Linked DNA regions of Mus musculus: region 1 is linked to region 2. The links are chromatin contacts, called in public Hi-C maps. All regions are on one chromosome and are shown on one strand. The core of a region is the stretch at or near the end of the contact, and the rest is flanking DNA. Distances in the headings are between cores, read along the strand shown. Region 1 holds the start of Rabepk (Rab9 effector protein with kelch motifs). Region 2 overlaps Gapvd1 (GTPase activating protein and VPS9 domains 1).

Region 1 (7,200 bases), core at 4,401-6,900, 62 kb before region 2:
GGGCGGGGAGGGCTTGTTTACTGACATACACCGCAGCATGCTAATGGGATACACCATTGACTTCATTTGTACTTAGTTATGTTGGTCAGTGTAAGAGAGGTTGCATTTTTGGATTTATCTTTCTGAGTGGAATATTGAGTAAAGAAAGTTAAATGATTCACTAATCTGCTAATTGGTTGCCCATAAAATCACATGGAGTCTGTTATTAAAGTTTTTTTCCAATAGCCTTTGTTCTTTGAAATTGAAGCAAAGGTGCTATGTTATAGCAACTTTTCTCACATGGGGTTTAGATTTTAAAAGAGCCATTGTTAAAACATCTTTGAATTCTGTGACATTCATTAACTTTCTACTAGATCCCTTAAATCTACAAATGTCTTCCAACACAGATCTGAGTCTGCTGGTTGACTGCACTGGGCTATAACCCATAGTTCTTGGCAGAGGCAGGGTTGGCTATGTTAAGATATAAAGGTTTTCTGAAGCTTTAGTTTACATGTAAAAAGCTAGTCCCTAACTGGCTGGTGGCACAGGTGACCTGGAGTGATAAAGAGCTCTGAGCTGGAAAATGAGTGTCTGGCATTACTTCAGTCATGTGCTTTTTCTGGCTTGTTTCCTCAGATGTGTGATCGGCTAAGATTCCTCTAGGCTAAAATATACACTTGTACACACATAAATACACTGACAATAAAGCAGATTAATCTGATAAAAACTATTTAAAACTATTTCCAGGGCAGGGAATTTCCCTAATTTTTGATTAACTACTAAGAAAAAAATTACAATTTTTTGGTGTAGGCTGGAGAAATGACTCGGATTAAGAGCACATACTGCTCTTGTAGAGGGCCTGGGTTCTATGACCAGCACTCATGTCAGGTGTTTGCAATGTCAGATGTTTACAACTGCTTATACCTGCAGCTCCAGAGAGATATAACGTTGCCTCTGGAGGTGTGTGTGCAAATTCCCCCCCCCCTCCCAGACAACAGTAGATATGAATTCAGGGCCAGCCTAGTCTGTAAAGTGCATTCTGGAACAGCTAGGGCTACACAGAGAAACCAAAAATAAAATAAATCTAAAAGCACACAACAGGAACTGGAGTGGTTCCAGTTAAAAGAGCTTACTACTCCTACTAAGACTAGGTTCAATTCCCACCACCCTCTGCTCTGCCAGCACCAACATACACATGTTGCACATAAACTCACACAGGTACGCTTACACATACATAAATAACACATCTTTTTTAAAAAATTCAGGGCTGGGAAGATGGCTCAGCGGGTAAGAGCACTGACTGCTCTTCCAAAGGTCCTGAGTTCAAATCCCAGCAACCACATGGTGGCTCACAAATATCTGTACAGCTACAGTGTATTCATATACATAAAATAAATAAATCTAAAAAAAGCGCTTTGTTTTAAAAAAAAATTCAGTTCAACCCTCATACCACAATAAAATAAACTATAGGAGAATCAGGGGCTCAAGGCAGCTTGGGGTACATGATGTTGTATACCCATACACATAAAAAAGGGGTGGGGCTGGAGGTTGATCAGCAATGAAGCCTGTGCAGAGGACCACATCTGGAGCTCACAAATGCCTGGCCTCGGAGGGTACCACATGTACATACCTACATACACAAATATTAATTAAAAATGTCATTGGGCTGGTGAGGTGGCTCAGCAGTTAAGAGCACTGACTGCTCTTCTGGAGGTCATGAGTTCAAATCCTAGCAACCACATGGTGGCTCACAGTCATCCTTAATGAGAATCAAATAAAATCCGTGGGCCGGAGTGAGGGGGGCCAGAGCAAGAGGGAGAAGGGAAGGGGTGGGGGGAAAAAAAGAAAAGCACAGTGCAGCTAAGCATGGTGGTTAGGTTGAAGCTTTTGGAAAGCAGAAGCAAGAGGATCGGGAGTCTCCTCAGGTCCATAAGGTAAATTTTGCATGCTTGTTAACTGATTTAAATATCAACTTCATGTGCCAAAAGAAAAAATAAACACACACAGAGCAAAAATCTTCCCAAGAGAAATATAATTCACAAACAAAAATGTAATCTTTTCTTGAAAAAGGTGGTTTTAAGTTCATAGCTTAAAATTGTCATAAAAACATCATTAAAAGAAATTCAGATGAGCACTTATGCACTTACTACATAGTAAATCAAAGTTAATAGAATAGTCACTACCATCAATAGGATAAACATCAATGGGGACCTAACCTAAGTACTACATTTGATAGAAGCAAAATGTTTGAAAACAAGTGTTTTACCAACAGTTTACTTCCTTTACATTCTTTAACACTCGTTTTATTTTGTCTTTTTCTTTCGGGGAGGGGGGTTTGAGACAAGGTTTCTCTGTGTATAACCTTGGCTGTCCTGGAACTCACCCTGTGGCATAGGCTGGCTTCAAACTCAGAGATAGACCTGATTGTGTCTCCCGAGTCCTGAAATTAAAGGAGTGCGCCACCATGGCCAAGCTACTTTAACGGTCCTATTGAACTGAGTAAGACCTACTTTGGAAAACCAAGAAAACGACACTTTGAGTTACAGGGGAACAGCTCAGAGGTCATAAAAACATTTGAACTTATTGATAAGCAACTGCTTGTTCACTTAAATAGCTCAGCAACGTGCTAAGAAACGGGATCCACATCCAAATTATCAGAAGAAAACTACCACTCCTAAGAAGCAATTTAGGGGAGTGGTGAAGCTGAGGCGACTTGTCATTCTCTCCCATTATGGTCGCATCGATCCCGCCCACCGGCTTCCACCTCTCAGGGTCTTAAACACACCGCGGCCGCGTCCCTGGAGCAGACAGCGGCTCCTGTTACCTCTGCTGGGAGGACCCCATCCCGGGAGCACTACCCGCTCGGCCCGGCTCCGTCTCCGGGAGGCCGAGCGAGTTAAAGTGAGAGTCTTTAAGCTCGGAGTCCCGTGAGGGTCAGGGGATCGTGACATCCCCCGGGATCTCCCCTCAAAGAACTGGACAGCATTCGGGGGATCCGGGCTCCCCTGGTTCTCCGCGTCACGCCGCCTCGGACCCGGTCCTTTCACACCGCGGAGCGCCCTCCGCCGGAAGGGGCTTGCCTCGCAAGCTGGACGGCCTCCGGCCCGGCTCACCTTCGGGTCGTTCTAGGGAAGGTACTTGCACTGCCGCGCTATCTCCACATACTTGTCCAGATTCAGCGGCGCCATTTTAGGGAGAACAAACCGCATCGCTGCCAGCGGCGGAGGCCGAAGCCGGAACCGTCCTTACGTCACGTCCGACCCGTGAGTGGAGTCTGCGCAGTGACGTCAAAGCCTGACTCTCTTCAGAACCCCGACACGCCCCGCGTCGGGTCTCCACGAGAACCCGGCTGTCCTGCTGATGAAACCTAGGACCTGTGGCTGTCTGCCGCGGGGAGTGCTGGGATTTGTAGTTTTAGTGAAAAGCTCTTCTACTCTTGCAACAGACTTCACCTTCGAAAAACTAGATGAGGCTTTTTCTAGGGAAGACCACAAAATGAGTAACTGAGAATTCCCTGGCTCTCCCACCCTGTAAAGCACCCTGTCGGTATCTTCAGTTAAAGTTGGAGTAAGTGGCCGGTCGGTGGTGGCTCACGCCTTTAATACCAGCACTTGGGAGGCAGAGGCAGACAGATTTCTGAGTTCAAGGCCAGCCTGGTCTACAGAGTGATTTCCAGGACAGCCAGGGTTACACAGAGAAATCCTGTTTCGAAAAAAACCAAAGAGGGGCTGGAGAGATGGCTCAGCGGTTAAGAGCACTGACTGCTGCTCTTCTAGAGGTCCTGAGTTCAATCCCCAGCAACCACATGGTGGTTCACAACCATCTGTAATGGGGTCTGATGCCCTCTTCTGGTGTGTCCGAGTATAGCAACAGTGTATTCATATACGTAAAATAAATAAATCTTAAAGAAAAAAAAAAGAAGAACAAAACAAAAGAATTTGTCTTGGTTGGTTTGTTTGAGTCATCTTTTTAGCCCCTTGACTCTCATTTTTAAAAACAGAATTCAAACATCCCTCCAAGAACTTAGAATGTGATTTCTAGTCTAAATGAATTGGTTTCTACAATGTAAACCATCTGATAGTCCATTTTTTCTTGATAATATACCCTTCCAGCATGGCTTCTTGGTGTAATCCAAACCAAAAGGCCCAAGGCACATTCTGGAGCTCTGAGAAGGACTCGCTGTCTAAATATATGTTGGGCACATGGCAGAGCCAACCTAGCCCTGATTCTCTCCAGAAGGAAAGCAGAGTGAGGGGCTGGCGAGACGGCTCAGCGGGTAAGAGCACTGACTGCTCTTCCGAAGGTCCCAAGTTCAAATCCCAGCAACCATATGGTGGCTCACAACCACCCGTAATGAGATCTGACACCCTCTTCTGGTGTGCCTGAAGACAGCTACAGTGTACTTACATATAATAAATAAATCTTAAAAAAAAAAAAAAAAGAAAGCAGAGTGAGTGCATACCTCTAAATTCTTTGGCAGTCTATGGGAGCTTTCTGATAATTACAGGCAATCACAAAGACTCAGGTATTGGAAATATAATGGCAAAGTTGTGAAGAGAGCTGTAGCCCAATTTTACTTTGTCCATGAATTTTGGTTATATTTTCAAGTAACTAAATAAATAAATTGGAGTGGGAGCATTGTAAATCTTTTCTGTAAATCACAGCATTTGTATGGTGGAGGCAGCAGAATCAGGAGTTCAAGACCATCCTCAGGTATACAGTGAGATGGGAGGCAAGCCTGGACTGCATGAGACCCTGTCTCAAAATTAAAACCCAAGTTTTTCTTTTACTTGCACTAGTAAATTCTCTAGACAGCTGTGTTCCGATATTGCTATTCCCATTCTATCTATGAGTAAACTAGGGTTCAGAGAGGAGCAGACTCGTCAGACATTTCCCATTTAGTGCGGGAGCTTGTTTGAAGCCAGTCTGTCTTCCCTCTCCCACTAAAGACACACTACTTCTGTTTCTAGGCTGTCTTGAGTTCTGAGGGAAGTTAGTGAGCTCAGAGTATGGTACTCTGTTCACACATAGGCACATAGGCGAGCTATCTTTGTTTTAGGAAAGTCACGGGGCACCTATAGCTAGGACATAGATCAGAGAGGATGCAGATGAAGCTGTCAACAGAGGTAGTTTGTGTCTAGATAAAAATAATCACGGCTTTTACAAAGGACCAGCTCTGGGCCTCCATAAAAATTCCCGACTACAACCTCTATGGAAATCTTAAAATTTGTGTGTCGCTGAGAGAAGACACCAAAAGTATTAATAACTTTCCCCAAGAACATACAGTGTCAATGAACTTTTTATTCTTCAGCGTTTACAATAGGACCTCCTAGTTGTCCTTCGTGTTTAATCTCTCTGCTCAGCCTGTGAGCTCCCGGAAAGCCCAGGGCCTGTGGTCTGGAACGTGCTGTAACCACAAACAGCGATTATGGAAATAACCCGCTTTAGGATCCACAGTTTGAACCAACCTCAAACCTGCACAGGCAAAACCTAGCATCCTATGGCATGCAGGAAATCTCACTCGGGAGCCTGAAGCAGAATTCAAGGTCAGCCTGGCTTACGTGAGTTCCAACCCATCCTTCCCCTTCAGAAGTCACTACTAAGGACTGCTGTAACAAACTCCGTCGGGACCCGAAATTGGAGTTATGGACCGGATGCCAACCAGTACGCAGAGTTCCGGGAGGCCCTGACTAAGTTTGGCGCGTAGTCCCGGAGACCCGGAGGCGTAGAGCGGTTGGCCTGGACGCGCTTCCGGGACTGGGGAAGAGGACGGGCTCCTAAGCTCCGCCCCATGGGTGGAGCCACGTCCAGGACATGCGGGGGCTGCGGCAGGTAATAGGTGCTGGGCTGGAGGTCTCTTAAGGCAGTAGGCTTGAACTGGGTGGGAGGGGTAGTACCCATGGTCTCCGGCCGGTCAGTTTTGGGGAAAGCTGGCAGCCATTTCTCCCTGACCCCGACTTCTTTCGCGCGGAGATGTGGCCGGCAGAGGGGACGCAAAGGAGGTGGCTAGGAGAGTCCCCGCCACGCCGGCCCCTCTAAGCTCTGGGCTGACCCTGTGGTCATTAGCCTAGCCCGCTTGTGGGCCTCATCGGCCCAACTCTCCTTTAATTCCCTTTCTTCATTCGTTTGTCCTTCACTTCTACACTCTGCAGGTCCATTGGTAAGTTATCGGAATGAATCAGAAGGCCGGACATGCTAACATTTTGGAATCTAGTTTCGATACTTTTCTGTTACTTTTATTTTGAGACAAGTCTCACTGTGTAGCTCAAGCTGGCCTCTGCTGCCTCAAGCCTCTCTAGTGCCATGTAGTGCACCACCATGCCTGGCCGATTACAGACTTTTAAATAGATAGTTACATTCAGGGATGTAAGGGTGTAGTTCAATTGGTAGACTGCCTGCCTATCGAGAACTTAGCCCTGGGTTTGATCTCCAGAAGGCATAAAAAGGTATGGTGGTGTTTGCCTGTAATTCCAGCTTTTGGGAGGTGGCAGCAAGAGAAGCAGAAGTTCAGGGTCATCCTTGGCTACATAATGAGTGGGGGCTAGCCTAAGGTACATAAGACCGTGTCTCTAAATGAGTAATGAGTTTAAAAGAAAAGATAATTACGTTCAGAATGACTCCTGTAATATGGTGGTTAAATGGATACAGTCATATATATTGTGGTCTAAACCCAAGTCCTGATTAAGCCTTCCTGCCGAGGGTGTATGTGATGTATATTGCTAATCCCTGAGGCAGGAGCAGTAACTTGAGAGACTGGAAAGGGGTAATCTCTTTAAATAACCTTTGAAATTTTCTGGGACTTGAACCCAGAGCTTTGCCCATGCTAAACAGACACTCTACCACAGAGCCATGCCAACTCCTTGAAACTGGCTTTAAATATCCACTAGCAGTGTGAAAATTTACAGGAAGGAAAGATAGGGGCGGCAGTAATTACCACAGAATGCTTGTTAATTTTATTAAATTCCCACTGGGTGAGGCAGTGCAAGTTATGAAAGTCAGAGGAGCAACAGAAAGCCCAGTATTGCAGGCAAGGCCCCAAAAAGCCACAGAGTGAGATCCTGTCCGAAAATAACAGCAAAAAGATAGAGACCAGAAAACTTGGTTTCTATGGCATGCTAGGGCCAAGGTGAGGCAGGGTTAGCCCTAGATGTCCTAGAACTCACTATGTAGACTAGGCAGGCATAGAAATCACAGAGACCACATGCCCCCACCTCTGCCTCA
Region 2 (7,194 bases), core at 357-2,856:
GGAAATATATTTACCTTGCTCCACATATGAAACTAGTGCAAATTTGTATAATGAAATGTTTTGTATTTTGTTTTTCTAATCTCAGAAACTAAAAGAAAAAAATATTATTGTGTGTTACAGAATGTTAGTGTGTTCTAGAACGTCATAGGCTAGTTGTTGCCTTTTCTAGGGAGTAGTTGACAGAGATTATGATACATTACAGCATTAATACTTTTCTCAAGATTATATTATTTTACTGAACTGAATGCTTGAATGTAAAAATATATTACTTATGTGATTAAAAATTCTTGCCAGGTAGTGGTGGTTCACTTCTTTAATACCAGACCTTGGGGGGGCAGATCTCTGAGTTTGAGGCCAGTCTGGTCTACAGAGTGAGTTCCAGGATAGCCAGGATTATACGGAGAAAAACAAAATGTCTTGAAAAATAAAACAAAAACAAACCAAAGTTTTGCCAGGTTCACACCTGTATCCTAGCATTCAGGAAACTGAGGCAGGAGGACTGCAGTAAGTTGGAGGCCAACTTGGCCTAAATAGTAAAGTTCAATGTCAGGCTGGAATGTATAGCAAAACTCTCTCACAAAAACAAGGGATCTCATTACAGATGGTTGTGAGCCACCATGTGGTTGCTGGGATTTGAACTCAGGATCTTCAGAGGAACAGTCAGTGCTCCTAACCGCTGAGCCACCTCTCCAGTCCCCTTGATCTCACTTTAAATGCTTTGCAAGTTTTGAGTCTTTGGAGCTAGTGATGGCTCAGCTGACGGAATGCTTCCTAGAATGCACACGACCCCAGGACATGGTGGTCTGTGTCTAGGGCACCAGGGAGGTGGATGCAGGAAGATCAGACATCTCAAAGCCATCCTCAGCTTTGTAGAAAGTTTGAGGCCATCCTCTTTTGAAAAAACTCTCTTCACTGTCTTCAAAAAACTCACAAACAAAACCAAATAAGCGTAGGTCCCATATTAGCAAACAGTCTGTCACATCTCCTTAATAATAACCTTGATTTTACTCAGGTACAGTGGCACTTTAATTCCAGCACTGGAAAATGGTGAACAAGGTCAACCTGGTGGTCTACATGGCTACCTAGTAAACCACCTCAAAAGAAAAACGAACAAACCATGTACATAACCTTGATATTTTCCACTTTCTCAAATGTTAAATTGTCCCCCCCCCCAAAAAAAAAAGAGTTTCTCTGTGTAGCCCTGGTTGTCCTGGAAATTACTCTGTAGACCAGGCTGGCCTCAAAATCAGAGATCTACCTGCCTCTGACTCCCAAGTGCAGGGGTTAAAGATGTGTGCCACCAAACCTGGCTAAAAGATTTAATTTTCATCCATTCTGCCATGTAATGGAGATGGAGGCTATCTTAATTGTAGTAGGGAAGTAATTAAAGCCTACACTGGCTTTTACTGACTTTATTAACAACATACTACATTTCTACTTATGATTTACAGTTCTCTCAGTTTTCTGTGTGGGACATCATCTTAACTTCAGGTCATATGACACTAGATGTCAGAGGTCACAGATCACATGGCAGAAGGTGTCAGAGGCCAACATGGTTTTGGTTTGTTTGTTTTTGTGACAGCGTCCTGGCTGGCCTTGGACTTGCTTTGTAGACCAAGCCTGCTTCAAACTCAGAAGTTGGCCTGCCTCTGCCTCTTGAGTGCAGGGCTTAAAGGTGTGCACCACCATGGTTGTAAGTGGCCAGTCTTCAGTGGTAGTCATCAGACCTACTCCAGTTTTAGTTTCCTCTCCACTTTATTGACTACTAAAGTGTCCTCTATAGTAAATGAATACATTGGATTTGGTTTAATGTTCACTCTCAAAATGTTAATAAAGGGATAGTGTTTGGGCCAAGGATGTAGTTTGGTGGTAGAATGCCTGGCAAGTACAAATATAATTTGTGAACCTGGTACATTATAAGTTACAAGGAGGATCCTGTCAACAGTAGGATTGCATTGCAGTCCTCTGTTCCTCAGAGAGAAGAGAGCATGGGAGGAAGACACAGAAAGAACCTACGATTAACCTAGGGAATAGGCTATTGATTTGAACTCTAAATGCTGCCTTACAGTTTAAAATTAGTAGATGCATTATTATAAATTGGGGTGCTTTTAATTAGAGATTCTTATAAAGTGTGAAATATTATTCTATCCCAAAATGTTATTTTGGGGTAATTTATATTTTTTGAGAGTCTTAAGCCCTCACTGCTCTCAAATTTGCATTGTATTTGACCTTGAACTTTCGATCTTCTAGCCTTTACCTCCTCAGTGCTGGGATTATAGTTGTGTGTCATTGTGTCCTGTTAACTGTTGACACTTGTACTAGATGTATTCTCCTTGGAACGTCTAGTGTAGTTTTCTAGTGTAGCTCAAAAATTATACTTTATCAGGTTTGTGCTTCCTCTCCATGCATATCCTCTGACGCATATGGATACTGTGGCATGTGTCCCTCCACCAATATACAATAATAATAAACTTAGAAGAGATAAACTTACTTATTAGAGGTTGGCAGTCTCTCTGTAGGGGCCAAATAGACTGTAGAAGACTGGTTATTATTTCCCCCTGCCTTCTTAATATGAAACCAGTTGTAGACAACATGACTAGATGGCATAGCTATGTTTCATAAAATCTTACTAAGGGGATGTAGAGGTGGCTCAGTGGGTAAGAGCATGTGCTGCTCCTGCAGATCTGTGTTTGATCCCCAGCACCCATACTGGGTGACTAAGCTGTGACTCTAGCTGCAGGGGATCCTCTGCCCTAATCTGGTCTCTGGGCACTGCACCCATGCTCATATACAGAAAGTTAAAAACAAATCTTTAACAGTTTTAGAGTCTGGGGCTGGAGAAATGGCTCAGCAGGTAAAAAAGTGCTGACCTTGCAAATCTGGCAATCTGAGTTTGATGTAAGATGAAAGAGATGGCTACAGATTTGTTCTCTGACGCATATGGATACTGTGGCATGTGTCCCTCCACCAATACACAATAATAATAAACTTCTTTTTGAGATGTGTTGCCCTAATTAACAGACCTGGAATGCTCTATGCAGACCAGGCTGGCCTTGCATTTGCTTGCTTCTACCTCCTGAGTGTGGGATCAAAGGTATGTGCCACCATGCCAGGCATAAATGGATTTTAAAAGTCTTTAGTAAGTTAAATTAAATGGGACATAAAACCACAAGTTATGAGCCTGGGAAAGGGAGTGGTAGGGTGGGAAGGGTTATTCATAGGGGTCGAGGATAATAGGGCCAGGGAACAGTGATTATTACATTATCTACGTGTATGAAATTATCAAAGAACAAACTTAATTAAAAAAAAAATCTCAAAAACAAACCCAAACCAACCTTTATGAGAAGTGATGCTGAAACAGCATGCCTTATTTCTAGCTGGCCTAAGTGATGGTTTGTTTTCAGGGCTTGTTTGTTTGTTTTTTGTTTTGTTTGTTTTTTGTTTTTCAAGACAGTGTTTCTCTGTGTAGCCCTGGAACTAATTCTGTAGCCTAGACTGGCCCCGAACTCACATAGATCCACCTGCCTCTGCCTTCCGAGTGCTGGGATTAAAGGTGTATGCCATCATCATGACTTCTTAAGAGGTGTTTTAACCATATGAGTTGAAAAGCTTAAATTATTCCTCAGTTTGATTTTATATAAAAATGTGGTAAGTGCTGTTGAATTTAAGTGGTCAGAGAGTAGTTTTTGACCCTTTCAAAATGGAATTAACTAATTTAGAAAATACATGCAAACTTTAGGGAAAATATGTATTTGCTATGGTTTATTATGGCTGAATCCTGATTATTACAATATTATTGTTACTGTTGTTTGAGACAGGGTCTTTTTTTTTTTTTTTTTTTTTGGTAGCTCTGGCTGGCCTGAAGCTCACTAGTAGTCCAGGCTGGCCTAGAACTTGCAGTGGTCCTCTTAAGACTCTAGTGCTAGCAGCGCAGGCACACACCATCATGCCCAGATGGTGCCAGTGGTTTGATGGCACTTGTGCTCTTCTTCAGAGTGATTTGTGGGGAAGTAAATACTAGCAAAGATGATTTGAAAATGATTTGTGTTTTCTCTGGTATCTGGAACTGGTGATAAATGGGTCTATCAGAGGCTCTCAGATTTTGAAGGACTTTTATTTTGCTGGAAACCCAGGAGGTAGATGGCAAAAGATGAAAATACAGTGTATTCCTTTAATCCTAGCACTCGGGAGGCGGTGGCAAGTGGATCTCTCTGTGTTTGAGGCCAGCTTGTCTTTTACAAAGTGAGTTCCAGGACAGCCAGGGCTACTCAGAGAAACCCTGTCTCGAAAAACCAAAAAAGAAAAAGAAGATGAAGCAAAAGCAAAGCACACGGTCAGTTCCAAGACAGTGATATAATTAGTTCTTCAGTCCAGAGGAGAGGTTTATCACTAGGCAATGTATAAGATTGCAAAGGTTCTTTGGGCCAGGCTATGGAAATTAAAGCATGTAGATAAGAAGCTATGAAAACACAGGACAGTAGAAATGAGGTCTTGGTTTTTGTAAAAGTACTCACACTGCAAATCTGAGATCAGCCAGTCTCTGGATTCTACAGTGAGAAGAGAGAACCAGGTCTTGAATGTTGCTCTCTTCCTTGCACAAGCGCACCATGCTGTGTGCACACACACATATGCATATGCACTAGTAAGTAAACAAATAATGTAATAGTGTAAAATAGTATTGGATAGGTGTGCTGAGGTAAGACTGATTTTGAATTTTAAGCTAAGGGCCTTTGAAATATGTTCTAAGAAATCAAAAATAACAAATATGAACATCTTTAATTCTCTCTCTGTGTGTGTATGTGTGTGTGTGTGTGTGTGTGTGTGTATCTGTGTGTGGTGTCATTGAGTGTGGTGATTATTTTTACCTACCTAGTGAGGCTACATTTAGATATCCTGGGCAATAGGAAACCTTATCTCAGAAAGGGACTGTGTGAGGGGGAGTAAGAATACAATCAAGAATTCAACCAATTGTCATTAACCGTAGTTACTGTGAATATAAAGTAGATCTCATTTATTCCTCATAACTGTAAGGTTTCCTAATTCCTTTTGTCTCTGCTATCTCAGACTCTGCAAAGCACTATTCTGTTCTGAGAGGTCAACCTTTTCTGAGTCTACCCAAAGGTGAGCTTATGCTTATGAGGTATGTACTCACTGATAAGTGGATATTAGCCCAGAAGTTTGGAATACCCAAGGTACAATTCACAGACCACATGAATTGAAGCTCAAGAAGAAGGAAAACCATAGTGTGGATACTTTGGTCCTTCTTAGAAGGGGGATCAAAATTCCCATGGGAGAAGATACAGAGACAAAGTTTGGAGCAGAAACTGAAGGAAAGGCCATCCAGTGACTGTCTTACCTGAGGATCCATCCCATATACAGTTCCCAAACTCAGACACTATTGTGGATACCAACAAGTGCATGCTGACAGGAGCCTGATATAGCTGTCTCTTGAAAGGCTCTGCCAGTGTCTGTATTTACAGAATCTGGATGCTCACAGCCATCCATTGGACTGAGCACAGGGTCCCAAATGGAGGAGCTAGAGAAAGGACCCAAGAAGCTGAAGGGGTTTGCAGCCCCATTGGAGGAACAACAATATGAACCAACTAGTGCCCTCAGAGCTTCCAGGAACTAAACCTCTAATCAAAGAGTACACATGGAGGGACTTGTGGCTCTAGCTGCATATGTAGCAGAGGATGGCCTTGTGGGACATCAGTGAGAGGAGAGGCTCTTGGTCTTGTGAAGGCTCAATGCCCCAATGTAAAGGAATGCCAGGACAGGTTAGTGAAAGTGAGTGGGTTAGTGAGCAGGGAGAGGGGAGATGGGATAGGGGTGTTTTCAGAGGGGAAATGAGGAAAGGTGATAAAATTTGAAATGTAAATAAAGAAAATATTGAATTAAAAAATTAAAAAAATTTTGAACATGTTTTACGTAAAATGCTTAGAAAGTTTGTCTGGTGGCCTAAATTTATTAAAGTGAGCTCTAAAAACATGTCTTTAGGGTTAACAAGATGGCTCAGAGGATAAAGCTGCCTGCTGCCAGGCCTGGTGGCTTGAGCTGGATACCTGGATCCCACAGAGAGAGGGAACCAACTCTGTACTCTTTTGTATATATAGTTCTGTCCACGTGTCTGTTGATGGGGTGCTTTGGTTGATCCCAGATGTTGGCTGTTGTGAATAATGCTGCAGAGACATGAGCGTAGGAGGACTGCTGGAGCATATGTGGTTCTGTTTTTACATTTCAGAGAGATGTGTTGTTGTCCATAGTGATGATACAGAATTACATTCCCACCAACAGTATAGGAAGGCATGAGTCCCTCTACAGTCTTCCAGTTAATGTGGTGTAGGCAGGTGTGGATCTCTGTGGATCTCAGGAGGCCAGCCTCATCTACACATAGAGTTCCAGGACAGCCAGGGCTATGGAAAGAAACCTTGAATAAAAGAAAAGTCTAAATAAATGTTGGTTTGATATTAATATTTTATTTCTAGTTTGAATTGTTATTTCTTTTCAGGGAACATACGTTTTCTTTCATTTTTTACTATTTGATTTTTTTTTTTTTTTTTTTTTTTTTGAGTTAGGGTTAACCTTCTCTCTACCGCAGGCTGGCCTCAAGCTCACACATCCACCTGCCTCTGCCTCCTGAGCACTTCCAGCTGCTGCCATACGTTTTCTAATATTTATACTTTCTTTGTTTTCTTATGGTAAAACATTTCCTACTTATACTTAGTTATGCTGAAATTTTATTGTATTTTAATTTTGGAAAGGACCTCACTGTATAGCCCTGGCTGACTTGGAATTTATAGAGCTCTACCTGCATACCAGGAGTAAAGCCATGTACCATTATGCCTGTCATGTCCAAATTTTACTTAATCTGTTTCTTAGCTTCTGGCTATTAACTTGTTGTAACTGTTGTCTTAGAAGAACAGAACAAAGCCGGGTGTGGTTGCGCATGCCTTTAATCCCCGCAGAGGAGGGGAAGGCGAATTTCTGGGTTTGAGGCCAGCCTGGTCTACAAAGTGAGTTCCAGGACAGCCAGGGCTACACAGAGAAACCCTGTCTCGAAAAACAAAAACAAAAACAACAAAAACAAAAACAAAAGATGAAAGAAGGAAGAAGAGAACAGTTCTTACTTTTTCCTTAGTTGTCATATTTCGTTTTCGGTGCTAGGGATTAAAGCCAGTGGCTCGTGCATACTAG

Evidence for each region. A called contact is a pair of places that touch in the nucleus more often than the background predicts.
Region 1: a contact with region 2 is called in a Hi-C map of liver, with 2.0 times the contacts expected there. The contact joins the promoter of Rabepk here to the enhancer-like site in region 2. A contact is called at or near these places in 1 of 39 promoter capture datasets (macrophages), 1 of 484 Hi-C or Micro-C datasets (liver), 2 of 115 datasets of contacts at active chromatin or transcription factors (both in embryonic stem cells) and 3 of 9 other capture datasets (adipose tissue, liver and pancreatic islet).

What each region holds. Positions count from the first base shown.
Region 1 is chr2:34,798,362-34,805,561 of GRCm38.p6, reverse strand. Rabepk (Rab9 effector protein with kelch motifs) reads left to right here and starts at 5,650. Exons shown (of 8, transcript NM_145522.4): 1 at 5,650-5,811. The coding sequence starts at 5,794. It overlaps Fbxw2 (F-box and WD-40 domain protein 2), which reads left to right. Exons shown (of 8, transcript NM_013890.4): 8 at 1-1,198.
Region 2 is chr2:34,732,478-34,739,671 of GRCm38.p6, reverse strand. The region is part of intron 2 of Gapvd1 (GTPase activating protein and VPS9 domains 1); the gene reads left to right. Among named protein-coding and RNA genes, the nearest start is that of Gapvd1, 19 kb to the left of the region's middle. Within about 2 kb of position 1,606, at least 14 of the 459 cell types and tissues checked have an H3K27ac peak or open chromatin away from gene starts, as enhancers often do. A contact at or near this core is called in liver, where this site is marked.